Regions from separate parts of the Hordeum vulgare genome. Here region 1 is linked to region 2. The links are chromatin contacts, called in public Hi-C maps. All regions are on one chromosome and are shown on one strand. The core of a region is the stretch at or near the end of the contact, and the rest is flanking DNA. Distances in the headings are between cores, read along the strand shown. Region 1 holds the start of LOC123443749 (protein ROOT HAIR DEFECTIVE 3). Region 2 has its middle 35 kb from the start of LOC123441736.

Region 1 (3,825 bases), core at 784-3,283, 450 kb before region 2:
CGTGTGAGCTTACAAGCAGAAGTCCAGACACAAACATGCAACATATAATAAAGTTCACTCAAACAAGAGCTCTCCTTACACTATAAGTTGGTAATATGATGCAAGAAACCGATGGGAGGGGCCTTACAGGTTGCAAAGCTGGAGGAGCTATAATGTGGCTTACTGGAGATGCCCTAGCTGACCCCCTAACTCAGAACTATGAAATGGGAAGAAACAAATGTTTCATCTAGTAATGAAAGGTGAATCTGAGCATGTGTCTTCTGTGATAATGCACGTTCAATCAAATCTGAATTGGGGGATTCTTGTTTTTCATTACCTCTCCCCTCTCTCTTCCATCAGTGCCTTCCAAATCCATTACAAGGGTGCATGGTTCAATATTATGGGCCTTCGCCATCCATATACCTTTGGTTGTCTGTGACCTGAAGTACCAAATAAACGCTAGTTAAATGGGCACAGAGGATAAATTAATTCCAGCAAGGTGCGAAAGCATATATAGAGAAAAGCATATAAGAAGAATGACAACACACCTTCCTCTGAAAGCATCCATCTCCCTAAAATTGGTGCGGAAAAGATGATTCAGAAGTGTACTTTTTCCTGCAAAAGATTGGGATGGGGCGGGAGTAAGGGATTGAAGACCAATGGTATAACATCTAACGGCTTAAAGTTAACAGGATGGAAAAAATGAGGAAAAGAGTGTCGCATACCACTACTCTGCGGGCCCATTATTGATACAACAGCATATGAGAGCCCGCATTCGGCCAATTTAACTTCCTTCAGGAAACTCTCCAATCCAGAAACATTGAAAACACCATCTCCATCAATAAGCTGCGTAGAAAGACAGGGGTCCTCCATTTCTGCAAGAGAGGAAACGCATGAGACAATATCACATTTAAGCTGGGAATGGGACACCAAGAAGTGATGAGTGATTTTCAACCCATAGAGCCTTCAAATTTTGAAAGAGAAAGAAAAAAGAACAGATGGGATAAATAAGACACGCAGATCCGAGCGCAAGCCTTCAATAATGCCGTTTCTTGAGCATTATACGCAAAAACAATGTCAAGAAGAGAAGTGTAGTAATATTTTTAAATTATCAGGTGATGATTACTCCATTAAGCCTGTGAAAAGAGCGGGAGCATTAAATGGGGAGAGAGAGGTATAGGCAGTCGAATGTTACTAGTGTACTGAGGGAGCAAATTGATGGATGCATGCGCTCATACGGCTTTCCTCTGGGTCAAACTACGATTCACTACTACAATTATTACTACAGATCGCAGACCGTACAAGCTCGCATGCAACCCAGCCAGGGATGCTGCATGTTACGCGGATCAAACAATCCTCCTTTATACACCAAGGAGAGTTCTACGGCAACTTACAGTGACAGTGCTGCCGCAAGTATCCTTAACCCTAGCGAGATCGTACGGCCGGAGAGATCACGAGATCAAGGGGAAGAAAGCTAAAAAAAGGCGGGGCCTTTCGAGACGATCCAGCGGGAGGCGATCCAAGCACGCGCCCCGAACTCCAGGCGAATCGAGCGCCGCGGGTCGGAATCGCCCAAACCAACAGCCATAAACCCCCAAAACCGAACGGGAACCAGCTGAATCTAGCGGTCCGGCGCCACCGACGAGGATTGGAGCAGCTCCCCGCATCGATCTGGTCGCCTATTCGCCAGGAATCACCGCACACCACGAGGAGCAACAAAAAAAGCAAGGGGGGGTATCGAAATCCGGGACCCTGGGACAAGGTCAGGGAGCGATCCGAGAAGCGTTGATCGGATCAGAGAGAGGGGGGGGATACGCACCGTGGAGATTGCGCTGGAGGGCCCCCGTACGGCGGTCGGCGTCGGCGTCGGCGGCGAAGGATGGGGGGAGCGGGACGAAAGGGGGTGGGGGGGGTGGGGGCGAGGAGGAAGAGAGAGGAGGAGCACGAAGGCGTGGCTTTTATGGGGAGGTTGGTAATTTGTGAATTTCGAAAGGAGGAGAGGAGTAAATACGAACGAGAAAGCACAAGGGGAGAAAGAAAGGGAAAATATTCGGACTCGGTGAGGGTATCGCCCGAGGCCGACACGACGCATATACTGGTACTTTGTATAGCCATGCATACAGTATGATCTTATTATACTCGTATACACACACGTATATAAAAATCCAACAGCCATGGATGGTCGGAATTCTAAAAATTGTTTGCGTCATCAAATCTGGGTCTTTGGGTGCCGAAAGGTGGCCGTCCATGCCAACCCGAGCGGCCATGTCACGCTGCGCCGCTCACACAAGCTGTGATAAAGGAGTATTTCGCTAGAGCATTTAGAGCGACTCTAGACCCCGTATAATGGTTCAAACTGTAAAATTTCGACGATTATACGGATTTGGACTATTTTTCCTATCACATCAGAAACTGTAAACGCGGCCCGGTCCGTAAAACTTTTGCGGTGGCCCGTAAACGCGAGCGCTCGAACAGTATATCTACGGGTTTGACTGCTGGATGCGGGTCGAAATCCTATCCCTCCGCCGCCGCGAAAAGTCCCCCCACCTCACCGTCGGCGCTTCCAATCCGCCGCCGCGCACCTCCATTCCGCCGCGTAGCAGCTCCATTCCACGCCCTTTGATGGCCAACTCCGGTAGTTGTAGGAACGACGACCCCGAGAGGGTTCATTGCGTCAGATCCGACGTCGCCTGTAAGCGCGCCGCCCGCCGGTACACGCAGTGGGGCCAGACGCCGCCGCCGTCGCTCCTCCGTGCGAGACAGAGGAGTACGACCGCGCGCGCGGCCGCCTCTTCTCCGGCAGCTCCTTCAAGGCATCGAGCTCACGCTCGTGCTCCTCCCTCCCCCGGTTCTATTCTGTTCTGCAGCGCAACATTTTGTCCCGCAAAACCCCACTTCGTCGAACTGTAAAACGCGTTTGCACGTCGCAATTATACAGGGTTTGCTAGAGTTGCTCTAGAGCATCTTCAATAGGCACCCAAAAACTGCTATGTGCGTTCAAAAATTCGTTTTTTGACGTCGAACAACTCCAACAGACGGTGCAAAACAGTGCACGCTGAAAAGGACGTGGATGTCGCCTAGAGGGGGGGTGAATAGGCGCTTTAAAATAGTTAAGGTTTAGGCTTGAACAAATGCGGAATAAAACTAACGTTTAATATGTCAAGCACAAAACCTACAAACAACTAGGCTCACCTATGTGCACCAACAACTTATGCTAAGCAAGATAAACAACTAAGTGATAGCAAGATATATTACAATAAACAATATGTCTATCACAAAGTAAAGTGCATAAGTAAAGGGTTCGGGTAAGAGATAACCGACGCACGGGGAGACGATGATGTATCCCGAAGTTCACACCCTTGCGGATGCTAATCTCCGTTAGAGCGGTGTGGAGGCACAATGCTCCCCAAGATGCCACTAAGGCCACCGTAATCTCCTCACGCCCTCGCACAATGCAAGATGACGTGATTCCACTAAGGGACCCTTGAGGGAGGTCACCGAACCCGTACAAATGGCAACCCTTGGGGGCGGTCACCGAACCCGTACACGTGGCAACCCTTGGGGGCGGTCACCGAACCCGTACACGTGGCAACCCTTGGGGGCGGTTACCGGTACCCGTACAAATTGCTCGGGGCAATCTCCACAACCTAATTGGAGACCCCAACGCTTCCCGGAGCTTCACACCACAATGATTGAGCTCCGAGACACCACCAAGCTTCTAGGACGCCAAAGCATCCACGAAGAACAATATCAAGGGTACTAAGTACCAAAGGTAGTAAGCTTCTCAACTTCTCACTTCCACGTATCACCGTGGAGAACTCAAACCGATGCAACTAATGCAATGGC
Region 2 (3,847 bases), core at 1,277-3,776:
AGTGACTTATAGATCCTGTGTACACTCATGAACATATTAGATACTTAACATATAAGTCTTCAAACCACCAAAATCACTAAGGGCACTAGATGCACTTACAAGAACCTCTGCCTCCGCTACTGGAGAACCTCTGTCTCCGCTGCTGTTTGTCATCGCTATTGACCCTCTTTAGTGGCTCATGGACAATGCCACCACGTAGGGCCTTCTGCACAAGATCCGAGGACGAAGGGCCTCTGTTCGTACCTCTCTCTACGTGGATGATGCGACGGTCTTCATGGCGCCGATCAAGAGGGATATTGACCAGCTAGCTCAGATCCTTCACTGCTTTGGCAAGGTTATAGGCCTTGCAACCAACTTCCAGAAGAGTTTGATAGTTCCCATCAGATGCAGCAACATCAACTTGGCGCCTATCCTGCACAACCTGCCGGCCAAAATATCCTCATTCTCAATGAGATATCTAGGGCTTCCTCTCTCTGTACGACAACTGAAGAAGGTGGACTTCCAAATTTTGGAGGATAAGGTGGCTGCTAAGCTCACTCCTTGGGATTGTGGCAACATCACTTCCATTGGGCGCACAACTCTAGTCAAATGGGTGCTCTCGTCCCAAGTGCTATACTACATCACGACTCTCAACGTTCCCAAGAGCATCCTCCACGACACCAACAAATTGGAAAGAGTTTTCCTTTGGGATGGCTCTGACAAGACAACAGGGGTAAAATGCAAAGTCAACTGGGACTTGGTATGCAGGCCATACGAGCGTGGAGGGCTTGGTGTGCTTAACACAAAAAAGTTCGCGCGAGCTTTCCGGCTCAGATGGCCATGGTTCGAATGGAAAGAGCCATCCAAACTATGGGTTGGCATGGATAACCCCTGCGACAACATTGACCTCAATCTCTTCTACGCTTCCACCACCATCACCATGGGTAATGGCACAAGAACTCCTTTTTGGGACGCTCCATGGATTAATAACCAAAAACCCAAGGATTTAGCTCCACTCATTTTCGAGGCTTCTATGCGCAAAAATTGGAAGGTGAGAGAGGCCCTCAATAATGGGGCATGGGTTGCCAAGGTCAAAGTTTCCGCAAACTTCACCATGGAGCATATTTGACAATTTGTGACCCTTTGGTCCACCATCCAAGGCCTTCACCTCGATGAGCATGCAGAAGACCATATCCTGTGGAGGCACACGAGAAGAGGGCAATACTCCGCGGACTCCGCCTACAAGGCCCAATTCCTGGGTACGGTCTACTCTGCAATGGAGCAAATGATATGGAAAGTGTGAGCCCCTCCCAAGGACAAGTTTTTCTCCTGGCTGGCTACACAAGACCGTATTTGGACCGCCGACCGACTAGCCAAGCGAGGATGGCCGAACTGTAACCTCTGCCCACTCTACAAGCAAGTAGAGGAGTCCGATCCCCATATGTTCTATAAGTGCCGGTTCACACTCCGTCTTTGGAGCATGGTGAACGACTGGCTCCACTTGATTGACTTTAATAATTCAGGTTGGCATCTTGAGAATTCAGTTAGTGATTGATAGGTCTAGAAATCCGATGACAGCAAGCCCAACAGGAAGGCATTGGCATCCCTTATGATGCTTGTCGAATGGATTCTTTGGAATAAGTGAAACGCGTGCGTCTTTCATCACAAGAATACGCCAACAACAATCTTGCTCAACAACATCAAAAGCAAAACAGTTGGGCATCATCATACCGGGAAAGTGAGCTCTATGTAGTGTGGGGTTTGTAATAAAAATTCTATTCTCCTCTTATTTAATATATGAGACAAATCTTTTGCCCCCGTTTAAAAAAAAACCATCCCTAGTTCAACCAATCCTAGTTCTGAGGATCTTGGAGCCGAGATCACCACGGCGAAACTCACGAAACCCCGCATGTACATGACTAACATCAGATCAGCGATGAACTGATCAGGATGCCATGACAAGCACATGAGGTCAGGAGAAAGTGAAGGGAATAAAGAGGATGTGGACAAAACTGATGGGAGCAGTGCGTGAGCGCAAATCTTCTCGCTCGATTTCCAGTGCCGCGGCGTCCTGTGGTGGCGACAACCAGCTCGTGATCCTGCAACGTTTGCACATGCAAACAGTGACCACACGCGCGTGACCACGTCAATATTGTCAGCATGGAGACTTGCCTCGGGATCGGCAAGTAATTGAATCTTAGATCAGGCCAACGGCAGTCCTGATCAAGCACAACCAACAGTCCAACAGCCAGTTGTTATTTTTATTGTTTTCGCATTGATGATGCGTTGCATGGACCTGGTAAGCAGCCACAGACGTAATGCTGCAAACAACATCTGCAAGTAACCAAGAGTGCTAACTACACAAAGTTAATCTTACAAGCGAATTAGAGAAGATTAGTCACCAGGATGCTTGCCAATTTAGGCACGAAGGCTTTCAAAAAAAAAAAGTTAGGCACGAAGGCACCTGGCACGTTAGCCTTCACCGGAATGTATATTTGGAGCTCCCTCCTATTTGTCGCAGGCGTGCGTCAAACTGGCGCACTTTCGCGCAGAGCCTCCGACCGACTAGGCCGGTCCATGTAGCTATCCTCTGTGATGTAGCTAAACTGCACTGCAGTAGACCTGGTACTCTAGCAAACAGGAGGCCGTACCGTTTCGAATTCGGTTTTTTGAAAATTCACGATTTTATTTCTAAAATTGAATGCTAGTGGGCTCATTTTTTTTTTTAAAAAGTGTACACTTTTTGAAATTTCAAACTTTTATTAACATGCTAATTTCAAAAAATAAGAAATGTGAATATTTTCACAAACACAACTTGTTTTTGAAATGATGTATAGTTTTTAAAACGTGAATATAAAAATTGAGATAAATTTTTGAAAAATCCCAAACATTTTCTGAAACACAAATTTTTTTAATCTGTGATTGTATTTCAAACACGAATACTTTAACATTCCAAACTATTTTTAAAATTTACGAACATCTTTCTAAAAAAGGAAAAAAATGGAAATGAAAGGGAAAAATAAAAACGAAAGAAAATACAGTAAAACAATCTAGAGAAAAAACCAATATGAGTGAGCCGAAATCTTCAATGTGGCCAAAACCAAATAAGGAGTTGCCTAGCTAATGGGCCGACCCGTTTCAATTGTCTTGTGTGATTTGCGCGCCTTAAATTGGAACGATGATCCATAGATAGTCATCTAGTGCACAAGCACCGAAGTCACTAATTAAGGCGCAAGTACCGTCAGAGACGAGCAAGACGCTTGGAAATCGCTATGAAAGACACATGTTTGGGCGAATGCACGGTTGTTTCTATGGAGGTTGTCAACACATTCACTCACAACGGAAGATGTTAGGGCCTACAAACACGTGAAAGACAATGGTTTGTGCGGACTATGCGATGTGCTCGACTCCTGGAGACACTTATTGATAGTTTGCACAAAGTCAGGATGTACTTGGGCTATTGTCGACCAGGACTTGACTCAAATTCTGGCAACTACCTATGAACCAAGTGCTAAGCAATGCTTATTTACACTTATGAAATCATTATCACATGTACATTTTGCGAATCTTTGGTTACTCTTTAAGGCATGTGGTGTGCTAGACGCAAGGCCATCCGTGAGGGCATATTTCTAACACTGCAAGCAAACTATAATTTATAAAAGAGGTTCATTGATGAACTAGATATGGTTAGAGAAACTCGTCCACATATAATTGAGAGGCCATCAAATCTTTCTCAAGTTAGGCGCCAACGGCCTAAGGCACCACCACTACGTTACGCCAAAGTTCATGTTGATGCTCGGTGCGACCGTGAAGGGGCGGTTCCATGGCAGCGGTATGCGGAGCCAAAGAAGAAATTTTTTGAACAACT

The links. A called contact is a pair of places that touch in the nucleus more often than the background predicts.
Region 1: a contact with region 2 is called in a Hi-C map of leaf, with 4 times the contacts expected there. The contact joins the promoter of LOC123443749 here to the enhancer-like site in region 2. A contact is called at or near these places in 3 of 6 Hi-C or Micro-C datasets (leaf and seedling) and 1 of 1 datasets of contacts at active chromatin or transcription factors (embryo).

Annotation. Positions count from the first base shown.
Region 1 is chr3H:326,395,909-326,399,733 of MorexV3_pseudomolecules_assembly, reverse strand. It overlaps LOC123443749 (protein ROOT HAIR DEFECTIVE 3), which reads right to left and starts at 2,033. Exons shown (of 23, transcript XM_045120271.1): 1 at 1,799-2,033; 2 at 705-854; 3 at 528-594; 4 at 317-419. The coding sequence starts at 852.
Region 2 is chr3H:325,946,145-325,949,991 of MorexV3_pseudomolecules_assembly, reverse strand. It overlaps the pseudogene LOC123441735. Among protein-coding and RNA genes, the nearest start is that of LOC123441736, 35 kb to the left of the region's middle. Within about 2 kb of position 2,526, at least 2 of the 3 cell types and tissues checked have open chromatin away from gene starts, as enhancers often do. A contact at or near this core is called in leaf, where this site is marked.